Regions from separate parts of the Mus musculus genome. Here regions 1 and 2 are each linked to region 3. The links are chromatin contacts, called in public HiChIP or PLAC-seq maps. All regions are on one chromosome and are shown on one strand. The core of a region is the stretch at or near the end of the contact, and the rest is flanking DNA. Distances in the headings are between cores, read along the strand shown.

Region 1 (3,691 bases), core at 327-2,826, 55 kb before region 3:
TCAGGGGAAGAAATTAGTGACTGAATACAAGAAGAAGTCCTCACCCTGCCAAGTCCTGCCTTTCCTGGTCTCTTTGTTTACTGGCTTTCTTGGTTCCCATTTCAGGGCCACCCCAGGACCATCCACAAGCTTGGATAAGCACAGCTGCTGTTCATGCCTGCAGGGATCAGAAGTTCAATGACAGGCAATAATACATACAAGGACAACCCGTGAGCACTTTGTGGAAATGCCTGCAGAAGGGTACCTCCCATTCTCCATAGGCTTCAGGATGCTTCTTGAAGCAGGTCACAGTGACAGAGGATAGAATGTAGGCCAGAGGGAGAGAATACATAAGGTTTGCTGACTAAATACATCCTGTATGGACAGGTAGGCACCTCAGAGAGCATAAGGAGGGATTGAGTGTGGCCAGAATGGACATTCACTGTGGATTTGTCTGAAGAACGGGGGAACCAAAGTGGGTTGAGCTACTAGATAAATGTGAATTTTCTCAGTCATTGACAGGGCATGTGGGCAGCTGGGTAGCAGTCTCAAGTGATGACAAGGAAGGCCTGCTTTGTTGGAGTCTGGAGATGAAGGAGGCAGCATTTGAGAACCGGCAATGCTCCCCTCTATATGGCCATGAATGGGACCCGGGAATGAAACCTTAGCTGGGCAGGTGCCAAATCTGTTCCAAGAGCCTGATGGTCACCTGCAGCAAGAAGAGGGCAAGGAACAACCACGGGAGTGTGTGTGTGTGTGTGGGGGGGGGGCAGGGCTCAGTTCCTGCGATGCAATGTGAGGTGCTGTCTGGATCCTTACAGGAAATGTTCAGTAGACACAGAGTTCAGGAGTGAGGTCTGGGTAGGACAGAAGCTGCAAGTTCGCTTCTTCTAGGTGACTAAATATGGCCTCTGCTTCCAGCCTCCACCTCCTTGATGTCAGTCGTGGCTGGTCACACCATCAAGTTCACTTTAAGTTCCCTTCTCTTCCTTTCTCTGCTCCTGCAGGGGCCTGCAATGCTGGTGCTAGCTCAATAAAAGCTGTAGGCATCCACCTTCCACTACACAGCTGTGTTTTCTTACAGTGGTGGAGGTGGGAAGCCTGAGACCAAAGGTGGCTTTGCCTCCTGTCCCTTTCTCACCTCTGTATTGCTTGTGGTGTCCTTGGCTTGGAGTAATATCATCCTAGTCTCCGCTTATATCTGCACATAGCCTCCTCCATGATTTCTGTCTCGTAGGACCTGCCTCACTTCTGCCTGACCTCATCTAATATCAACTGACTCCTTCCTATTTCCAAACGAGGTCACCTCCACAGGCACAGGGATTTAGGACTTCAACTGTAAGCCTGAACTGTAGGACAAGAGCAGTAACTACCCCTCTGCCTCTGTGTAGACATTTACTGGATCAAGAATGTTTCTGCAGGGAAAGGTAAGTCATTCCTGAGAACCCAGCCTTGGACTGCTCAGGGGGATAGCTGTCTTCCTTTACCAGAGATAGCAAAAAACCCCAGGTCTCTCTACACATACACTGTGGGACCTAGGCTGCTTGCTTTGGCTCAGCACTGCTAGTTCACCAAGGAGTCTGCTGCTGTCTGGCCTGGGGCCACCATTCCACACTGGGGAGGGACTGAGCTGGGTGCACAGGAGTAGGGTGGGGTAGGGTGTGGTGTGGTGTGGTATGTCTCCGCAGAGGTCATGAACCCAACTCAACCTTTTAGCTGTGAACCTTTTAATAACCCTGCAGCCTCAACTGTAAGAAGGGGCCATTTGACACTCTTCTCCAGGGCCATAGAGGGTTAAGTGACACTGGTCTGGTACTCAAGAAGAAACACACAACTTTATGTTATTCTTGGCTTGGCTTTGGTCCTCATTTGCAACTTTAGTAGCATCACCTTTGGGATTCTTTCCAGGTTTTTGCAGCTACTTGTCACCTGCCTAAGCAGTTATTCAGCCTCTCTGAACCAAAACACACAGTTTGCCTTGAATTCCCAGGGAGTTCCCCAGGGAGCACCCCAGTCCCCAATGCACAGGGTAGACAGGGGTGCCTGGACAATGTCATGATGTCCCCTTCTGGGTTCAATGGATGAGCTTTGCTGTCAATACTTCTGAGTATGAAATTAGCATGTCATTGCATCACTACCAAAAGAGTCTAGACTTTTCCTTTCAGGTATCAGGACCATGGTAGGAAGAGAGGAAGGAGAAAGATGGCTTAAGCTACCTGGTTAGGGAGCTTAGGGAAGATTGTGAATACTGGACCAGGTATTCACTTCCTCTGCCACTTCAGTCCCCAGGTAAGGTCTGAAAGCCCCATGCCAGGGGCTGGCACCCCAGTGAGCTGCTTTAGGAAAGGGCAGATGTTCCCATCTCCAAACCACTATCAGCGCCAGAACTTACTGGCTTGGGGGCTGTCGGTCATCGTGTTTCATCACAATAGTAATCCTAAGAAAAGTCTTCTTACATGGATTATTTCATGGACCACAGGGTTCTTTCTATTTTAAAGCAAATGTGTAACACATCTCCATACTCCATGGTCTTCAAGGATGAGATAGAAGTCTTTGAAGACATTTTAAACCTTGAGGAGGCAGCTCAGGAACACAGATGCTGAGTGTGTGACCGGCTTCAGGTAGTGCTTGCTCCAGTAGCAGAGTGCTGCAGGTAAGTCTGCTTGGTATAGTGGCCAGCACTCTGCTCAGATCCAGAGATACCCAGTGGATGACTAAGGCAGAGCTGAGGTATAAACCCGGAAACACTCCTTATGCTTGTTTTCTCTGTTTATTTGTCAGATGTTCAGATAGCTACCATAACCCATGCCCTAAAGGCTTGCCTGGTCTCATACCAGCTGGATAAGATGAAATGCCAAACCTACAACCTAGCTGCCAGCACCAAGCCCTCATATGCTGGCTCACCCATACAGGGAGACTATAGCTCCATCTTTGCTCAGCTCCTCTTCTTGCCCAAGATCCTGTCTATTATGTCAGATGGAACATACCCTACGTAGCTGTCTTTTTATGGATGGAGCAAGGAGACAAGCCATACAGAAGCAGTGCAGCCTGGCTCAATTAACTGGAGTGAGAGATTCATAGAAACTGACCATTGTAGGCTCCAGGCACTAGCCATCCAGAGGGACCTGGTCCATACATTGATGAACTCTTGAGACGCTGTGCCTGGATCTAGCTCTTTAGGTGCTGAGTGTGGGGAAGGTCCATGGGACACAGGTATTCGGGCATTGAGTGTGGGGAAGTCTCATAGAACCTAGCTCTCTAAGTGCTTAGTGTGGGGAGGTCCCATGAGATCAAGCTCTTCAAGGGAGGTTGGGATGGTCCTGTGGAGAGCTCCTTGGGGGAATAGATCTCTGAGATGTAGCTCTTTGAAGACTTGGCCAATTTGATGTTTCAGGGACAAACACCAGCTCTGCTCATGTGTCCAGATCACCTTCATATCCAGCTTTGTGTGGCTGCCAGGTCACAGAGTAGGTACCAGCCCCTCAGTGCCCTGTACCCCTGGCACTGTGACCCAGTGGAACACATGCCTCTGAAGAGGACCAGATCCTGCCTTTGCTTCAGAGGCTATGTATGTTTTACTTCCACCTACCCATAGAGATCCAGAGGGCCTATGATAGGCTCTGTATGTGTTAGCTACAGCTGTGTAACAGATTACCCCAGTCAAGTGGCTCTAAACATCAGTTACCTACGTTTCTGTGAGTTTAGGATCCCT
Region 2 (3,645 bases), core at 1,067-3,566, 33 kb before region 3:
TATTGGGTCACCAGAGCAAGCCCCATTCAACCAAAATAGGCTGCCTATCACAGTCCCACAGCTCCCGTCTGGTTATCAGGTTGTCCTTTGATTTTTCTTTCTCCTCTGATGCTCTGAAATGTCTTCTGCTGCCTTTAGATGTGATGCTTTCTTTTATCTACACCATACCACCCTCAGCTCCCAATCCATCTCCTGAGTCCAGGATTTGAGGTTTCTTAATATTCTAGAAAGTTCCCAGTCATCAAATTTCCCCACAGCCTCTGGGATTCTGTCCTCATGGTGGATGTCAGATGTCCTCCCTCCATACCACTCAGTTGTGTGTTTTCTTCCTGTTGTCTCATTTGGCTGCATTCTAGACAAGACTCATCCTTAATTCCAAGTTTACTTCACTGTTTTTATCTTTTAAAAGAAAGATGTGTTTTTATTTTATGTACATGCGTGTTTGGGTTCACCATGTGTATGCAGTGTCCATGAAGGACAAAAGAGGGTTCAGGATCTGCAGTTAAAGTGGTTGTGAGTTGCCGGCAGTGTGTATGCAGAGAACTGAACCCACATCCTTTGCAAGAGCAGCACCAGCATGTTCTCTTAACCTCTGAGTAACCTCTCCAGGCCCCTTAATGTCTTACCTTTGAATTTTTAAATGCAGCCTGACTAAGGGTTGTGGTAGCATTCTTAGCTCTGATTCCCTCAAGGTAGCATTTCCATGGCCCCTGGGCACTATCAAAAACTAAAAATGAGAATAGTAGGTGATACCATGTCACCTGCAGACTGTGTCCAAGGTTCATCCATTCCTTAGCATGCTCTGTTTGGTCCAGCTTGTAAGCTGTGCTTGGTTGCAATGCTGTTCCATCCCCTTGAAGATGGAACAATATCTGATTGAGCCTCTTTGGGGGAAAACTGGGTTGTGAGTGGTAAGAGGACCTTGGATTTGAGTCACCTGCTGTTTCCAGGTGATGTGCATTTTGTAGAAGAGCTGTATAAGTGTTGATGTCCCACTCTGGCTCTGAGCTTTTTCTCGAATGCTGGGATTTTTAGCTGTCATGGGCTTACAGCTGGCTTACAGTCTCAGACTGCTTGGAACCAAATGTTTATATTCCAAATACACTGTAAGACAGTGGGACAAAGGTCAGGTCACTGGCCTGAAAGAGTATCTGCTCCTCTGTTCCAGGAAGTTTCCTGAATCAAGGGGACTTGGGATGGCAGTGGCCTGAAAAGACTGTTCTTATGAGGAAACCTTACTAGAGCCATCAAGCATCCAGGGAATAGGACACTGGAGGACAGATCAAACCTCCTGCTAACTCCCAGTTACATCCTGGTTCTCAGACAGTAACCACATTGTGGCAGCTGTGTGAGTGACTTATGACACTATCTAATAGTCTCTAAGGTTCAGAAACAGTAAATGGCTTCCTGCCAGAACATACACAGTCCTTCATGGGATGGGCCAGTTCATTGTGCTGTTATGCTGATGACATCTCTAAGGTCCAGGTACAGTAAATGGCTCCCTTCCAGAAGCAATACTGTTTTCCATATGGTTTAAAGAGGACCAGGTAGCAAGCAGGGACCTTGTGCTGATTCTAAACACAGCCTCAGGTGGGAACAGCTAAGGTGACAAGCTGGAGGGCAACAGAGATGCAATGAAAGGCCACCTTTCTTTTCAGTTTAAGGACAGGAAAAGTCTTGTCTTAATACTGACATTTGAAAAATATTGTCAGAGATCCAGAACAACACTCTGGGAGAAGAAGGCAAGAGAGCTATGTGCAGCCCAAACAGAGAGCACTTGCCCAGCATTAGCACTTGCCCAGCATGATCTAGCCCGCATCCCCAGCACTTTTAGACAAAAGTATGGAAGCAGGGCTGGAGAGTTGGCTCAGCAGTTAAGAGCATTATTGGTTGCTCTTCCAGAGGTCCAGAGTTCAATTCCCAGCAACCGCATGGTGGTTCACAACCACCTGTAGTAAGATCTGATGCCCTCTTCTGGCATGTAGGTGTACATGCAGATAGACCACATATACATAAAATAAGTCATTAAAATATTTTTTAAAATGTAGGAAAGAAAGGAAATGGGGAGTGGAGGAGGTGGAGAGAGGGAGAAGACGACAGAGGTTGAACAGATAAGTGGATAGGTAGGCTGAAGTGCCCCGTATGGAAAAAATGAACACTAGAAGAGGGTTCTGTACTGACTCAGAAATTTGGGGATGTCGGGAAATCCAGGTGGCTTATTTTCCAGCTGTTGGAGATGGGGACACATGAGAGAAGGTGGGGTAACAGCCAAGGGACAAGCCAGGAAGTATGCCCTGCACTAAAGAGCCTCCAGTTGTTTGAAAAGAAAGCTGTAATTAAAAAAAAATCAATAAAGACTTAGAAACAAGGAAACAGCCAGGCCTTTGGGAGGGTCCCTTTGTTCTATGTTCCCGGAACAAGTGCCTCACTGCTTGCCAGACACCACAAGAAACAAGAAGTTTCATTAAACATGGTGGAGCACAGAAGGTAGAATACAGGCGTCTCAGACAGGGCAGTCTTTCCCTTCCATCTGGAAACTGGTCCTAAGGGAAATCTGTCACTGAGGAAGTCAAGTGACAGGGCCACACTTTATTGCAGGGCCAACCTCATAGCTTCTCCCTACCTGGTATGCTTAAAACTGTCATATCCAGGCTACTAAGATGCAAATGTTTCAGGTCTTCCCAAAGGATATAATTCCTAAGCTCAAAGTCCACATCAGATAGGAAGAAAAAAGACTGAAGTCGCTTTCTTTGTTGTGGTTATTTTTTGTTTGTTTAGTTGGTTTTAATTTTTTTTTTTAATTTTTGCTTTTGCTTTTCCTGTCCCTGGAAACATGAGGCCAGAAGGATATTCAAAGTGGAGGGACAAGACTTGGCACTATCCCCACCCTCCCACCATTTCCTGACCTCATGTCTTTGAGTATGGAGGTAGATGAGGTAGATATACCTTCAGTCAGTCTGTGTAGAATCCTCTCCAGACTCCACCCAGCTCTTGGGCTGCCTGGGGCATCCCTGGAGAATCTTGGGCCCATATCTTTCATTTCCCTACCTCAGTGAAATATGCCAGTTACCTGTCAGACCTGCCACCCCAGATCCTTCTTTGCTGTGGCCCCTCTGTTTCCCCTAACCCCTTCACAAGTGTGTCCCTCTCTCCAATTCCCAAAGGTCTTTCCTACATTTCCTGCCAAATATTTCTTGATAGCATATGGTATCTGCAACTCCTCTATAACCATCCTCTTGTTCTTTCTCTCCCCATGCGTATCTTCTTCTTCCTTCCCCTCCTCCCCCATCCTTTCCTTTTTTTTCTTTTCTTCCTCACCTTTGGGTCTTGTCCTCTAGGACCCACTTGGGATCATGGAGATTTCTAGACTGTAAAAAAGTCAGGAAGTTTACCTTCCTCTAGAACCCCACCCTCTTCCACCAACTGTTGTCCCTGCTACCCATCAGGGGCTTTGAAACCTTGAAGATTTCCCAACCTTCTTGCTTTAGAAATAGGCAAAAATAAAGGGCCAGTGACCACTTCCCAAGTTCACCTTCAGGGCCCTGACATGAGGTCTAGGTTTAAATAGAAGGCAAATTTAAGCAGGTCTGGTCAAGGTGTAGTCCTGCCCTTCCCTGACCCATCTAGGTCACAAATCCGTCTCCA
Region 3 (4,106 bases), core at 1,257-3,756:
GCTTCCAGGAATCAAGGCCCAGGTCTCGGTCTTGGCAACAAGCGCTCAGCCCAAGTTCTTCTCAGAGACTTCCACTCAGTTGAAACCAGGGGTCTTGCTTGACTTTGCCATTGGAAAGACTTTCAGGATGAGCCAATACAAAGTAAAGTTGGAGTTTTTTATAAGAGACCTTTTTAGGGCTGGGGATGTAGTGCAGGTGATAAGGGAGGCTGCTTACCTAACGTGTATGTAAATGAAGCTCTGGAACCTTCAACATCACATTATAAAAGGGTAAGGTGGAGGTACATACCTAGAACACCTGTAAGGAGGTACAGGAAGGAAGATAAGAAGGTCAAGGTCACGGCCAGGCATGGTAGCCCATGCCTTTAATCCCAGCACTAGAGAGGCAGAAACAGGTAGACCTCTGAGTTTGAGGCCAGCCTGGCCTACAGAGTGAGTTCATCAGCTTTGGTTGTGTGAGACCCTAACTGAGGCACAGGGGTTAAGGATGACGGAAGGGAGCACACTTAGGGAAAAGGACAATAAAACACTCAAGAATGGGTGTGGCTTCTTGGAGAGAGTCAAGCTTAAGAGCTTTTACAACAGTCATAATAGACAATATTAGTGACTTCTGGAGTTACACCTCAAAGGGCTGTTAAGGAAGTTCAGTGACATTAGTTGGCTTCTGAGGTGCCTATGGATTGCAGCTCATATGGTAAAACTCTTGGTCACAGGTTGCACAGAAGTCAAGATATTTTAACAAGAAAACTAAAGTTTATAGTCTTGTTTGTGAGGTTACCAGAAAAGGGGGTGAAAAAAAGATCAGGTTTACATCTGGGAAAGAAATAAGGCAACCTCACAAGTTCAGACCCTAATCATGATCCGTTGCTATTTTCACATTCTTATTTGAAACACCTTCCTATCAAAAAACCATCAGCTACACAGGCATATCCACAGATGACTGTCAAGTGTGTGGCATTCTTGACTGGCTGGAGAGAGATTTCAATCCACTGTACCCCAAAGGAAGGGGCTTCTTTGCCTTCTATTGTCTCTTTATCCTGCCTCAAGTTCACCAGGTCTAGGGCTGATCTCTTCCAGATATAACTTTACAAACATGCATGTTAAGCACCTTTCCAGACAGGACCGATGAAGAGTGGGAGGGGAAAAGAGTCTCGGGGAAGACAGGAAAGGCTCGCAGGGTGAGCAGCCATGGTGCGCTAGCACATTCCTAATGTTCTTCTTCTGCCTCTATTTTGAGTTAAAACAACTTGTGTTGACTTGTGTGTCGTGTGGATGCAACGAGAGTTTTAGGGCAACAATACTTCATAAGTGCCTGTTACTAAAGTGGGAAAATGCTCTTGAATCATGGGTAATCTATTCTTTTAAAATGACACAACAGCTCTCCAGAAGAAAGATCATTTTAATTCATGTGGGCATGGAGAGAGGCCCTGCAAAACTCCATAAAATTCTCCACTTCGAATGCCCTTCTTGCTCTGAACACCTTTGACCCCAGCACGTGGGAGGCAGAGGTAGGCCAGTCTGGTCTACAGAGTAGATTCCAGGACAGCCAGGGCTACACAGTAAAACCTTGTCTCAAAATAGAAAAACTGATCCGAGACTGTGAAATTGTCCAAGGACCTAGGCTTATCACTCCACCAGATGATAAAGAGAAAAAGTGATTTACTTCTTCGGTAGATTGTGAAGGTAAACTATGGGGGTCCATGGGAGCAAACGGGGAGGGGCTAGAGGGGAAAACCTGGGGAGATAAATAAAAGTTCCTATCAAGCAGCATATTCCCGGTGCAGACACCTTTACAAAGAGGACTTTTTTTACTTTTTCTTTTTTTCTTCTAGTTTTGTTATTCTGTTTTTGTAGTTGCAGCTGCCCCAGACAACAGGCGCAGCTTTAATAGAAAAATCATCAGCTCGGTGCTCGCTGGCAGAGAGAGCGCTGCTTGGGACGACTACTCTGGTCTCTTAGAGCCTTATTTAGGCCGGATGTCTCCGGAGTCTGTCAAGTAGCAGAAGACCAGGTCTGCTGTAGACTGCAGTTTCTTTGTCCTCTGACTTCTGCCCGATCCTCTGTACAAGTAACACCTCAGTCTTTGGGAGCTGGAGGCTGGGAATGGGGACTTCTGACCCAAGGGATTTTCTTCAATAGGAAAGCCTGTGCTCACAGGGGAGGGCCCAGGAGCTGAAACACCTACGCTTAAAAGATGTGCCCTGTTGGTGTCCACAGCTCAGACAGAGCCTGTCGGAGTTGGGAATGTAGCCACTCCCAGACTTTCAAGGGACCAGGTTAGCGCTCCCTTGGGGCTTCCTACTTCTTTAATAGTGCAGTCCAAAGACCCGTCGCAGCAGGACCCTGGAGTTCCCATGGGTCTGGGCCTCAAGGGTCCGCTGGTCCGGAGGCGGGTCGCTGCTAGGGGAATGCCTAGAGTCCAGTTTGATCTCTCGGTGCTAGGGGAGGAGCGCTCCCTGGGCTTCCCTCGGGGAAACTCCTCCTCCTCCTCCTCCCTCCTGGACAGCCTTTCCTGGCCGTTCCCTCCTTCTGGCCGAGGTGCCTGCGTTTAGGGGTGTCACCCTGGCTCCCGGGACGCCGCCTCCGGAGATTTAAGCGAGAACTGGAGTAGGTCGTGTACTTGGAGCGGACGAGGAAGCCAAGAGCTCGGACAGAGGCGGAGAGGGGCGGGAAGCGCAACAGGTGAGTAGCGCGCCTGACAAGCTCCGGTCCCGGCACAGAAAAGGAAATGGGGTGACCTGGGTCCGTCCGGCGGTGCCGGGCCTGGGCGTCTAGGGTACAAGTGAGTTAGGAGAGGCCAAGGCACTACAGGTGCGACCGTCTGACTGATTCGCCCGAGTGTACGTCCTGGGGACTGGGAAGGGGTCCCGACGACCCCGATTCCGTGACGCGCGGCAGAGATCCCAGATCAACTCTATAGATTCGAGCGGCTTGGCTTGTGGTCTTGCGGATCCCTGACTAATAGCTTGGAGAAGAGAGTTCCTGGGGGCCGGGGTCCTTCAGTGGAGCAAGCCCTTGGCTCGCGTCACGTGCTGATATCCTTTCCTAGAGCGCAGAGCTAGAGGTTTGTCCGCAGTTCTCTTTGTTTCGGGAAAATCTCGGCAGTCGGGCTGGTTACCTGAACTCCTTCCGCTCCTTGGTCTCTACAGAGGTGGAGAGAAACTGAAAACTGGCTAAGATGCCAAGGGCCGATACAGGCGGCGCTGCTGGGCCCTGGGGACCTTGGCAAGACGGGAATTGTCCGTCACCTGTGGGAAGGGAGTGCTCAGCCATCGCGTGCGGTGACCCGAGGCGACGGTGCGGGCCCGCCTTGGCTTTGAGAATTCACTGGAATGGGCCTTGGAGGAGCTGGTCCTGGGGCAGCAGGCCGGGCTGCCAAGGGCGAGCTGTCTACTGGGAAAAAGGGTGACCACCTGGGCATTTAATTGGGACTTGGGGCAGTGGCAGGGTGACCCAACGTACTAGGCTGGCAGAGGACGCGGTGTGCGAGTCCAGTTGAAGAGATTAACTGTCCCATGGTCTGAAAGTTTTGTGTGTCCATGCCCCAGAGGATGTGGGTGGCTTGTGGCTGGGCTTTTGGTTGCTAGGAGCCCAGGTACCTTCACAATGGCCCCTAATTCAGTTCAGAGCATGCAAAGGACTCTAGTAGCTTATTTAAGGGAGAAGAACACCTTAAATGTACTAAGAAAGCAGGGATCCCCACAAGGTTGGGCTTGCAGACCTTTTATGCAAATGCTTACCTTAGTCCTGGGGCTAAGATAAGCCATCTAGAATTGGCTCCTTCAACACTCAGTGGGCAAGAGCCAGGCATTGTGGAAAGTTCCAAAGGGCAGGCCACTTGCAAGGTGTAAAATCCAAAGTGAGGTGGGGGTTGTTTACCTGGTTTGGGAGGAGGGGAGAGATTCTCCTGCTGGTGAGGGTAAGGACAGCTTCCTTCCTGGTAGGAAGGCTAGGGGTAGGGGCTGGGCAGTTTCATGAGGACACAGGGACCGAAAGATCCCAGGCTACTAAGCTACTGCAGCGGTAGGTGGTGAAGGACCTCCAGGCAGGCAAGGTGGCCCACTCCCCACCTTTACCTGCCTCTACTGAAGAGGTGCTTAGGATCT

What was found. HiChIP or PLAC-seq counts read pairs in DNA pulled down with a chosen protein or histone mark.
Region 1: an HNF4G HiChIP or PLAC-seq map of pancreatic cancer cells shows a contact between it and region 3. The contact joins the enhancer-like site here to the promoter of Tmprss2 in region 3. A contact is called at or near these places in 1 of 39 promoter capture datasets (trophoblast stem cells), 16 of 484 Hi-C or Micro-C datasets (the AML12 cell line, colorectal tumor organoids, embryonic stem cells and 7 more), 6 of 115 datasets of contacts at active chromatin or transcription factors (embryonic stem cells, extraembryonic endoderm stem cells, intestinal crypt epithelium and 3 more) and 2 of 9 other capture datasets (adipose tissue and liver).
Region 2: an HNF4G HiChIP or PLAC-seq map of pancreatic cancer cells shows a contact between it and region 3. The contact joins the enhancer-like site here to the promoter of Tmprss2 in region 3. A contact is called at or near these places in 7 of 484 Hi-C or Micro-C datasets (the AML12 cell line, liver, trophectoderm and 1 more), 7 of 115 datasets of contacts at active chromatin or transcription factors (embryonic stem cells, extraembryonic endoderm stem cells, intestinal villus epithelium and 3 more) and 2 of 9 other capture datasets (adipose tissue and liver).

What each region holds. Positions count from the first base shown.
Region 1 is chr16:97,663,631-97,667,321 of GRCm38.p6, reverse strand. Gm41512 (a long non-coding RNA gene) reads left to right here. Exons shown (of 3, transcript XR_876311.2): 2 at 106-366; 3 at 1,217-3,691. Among named protein-coding and RNA genes, the nearest start is that of Gm41512, 5.2 kb to the left of the region's middle. Within about 2 kb of position 1,576, at least 46 of the 459 cell types and tissues checked have an H3K27ac peak or open chromatin away from gene starts, as enhancers often do. A contact at or near this core is called in colorectal tumor organoids, extraembryonic endoderm stem cells, intestinal crypt epithelium and 4 more, where this site is marked.
Region 2 is chr16:97,642,637-97,646,281 of GRCm38.p6, reverse strand. It overlaps a transcript of Tmprss2 not described here. Among named protein-coding and RNA genes, the nearest start is that of Gm41512, 26 kb to the left of the region's middle. Within about 2 kb of position 2,316, at least 18 of the 459 cell types and tissues checked have an H3K27ac peak or open chromatin away from gene starts, as enhancers often do. A contact at or near this core is called in intestinal villus epithelium, pancreatic cancer cells and uterus, where this site is marked.
Region 3 is chr16:97,609,595-97,613,700 of GRCm38.p6, reverse strand. It overlaps Tmprss2 (transmembrane protease, serine 2), which reads left to right and starts at 2,506. Exons shown (of 14, transcript NM_015775.2): 1 at 2,506-2,682.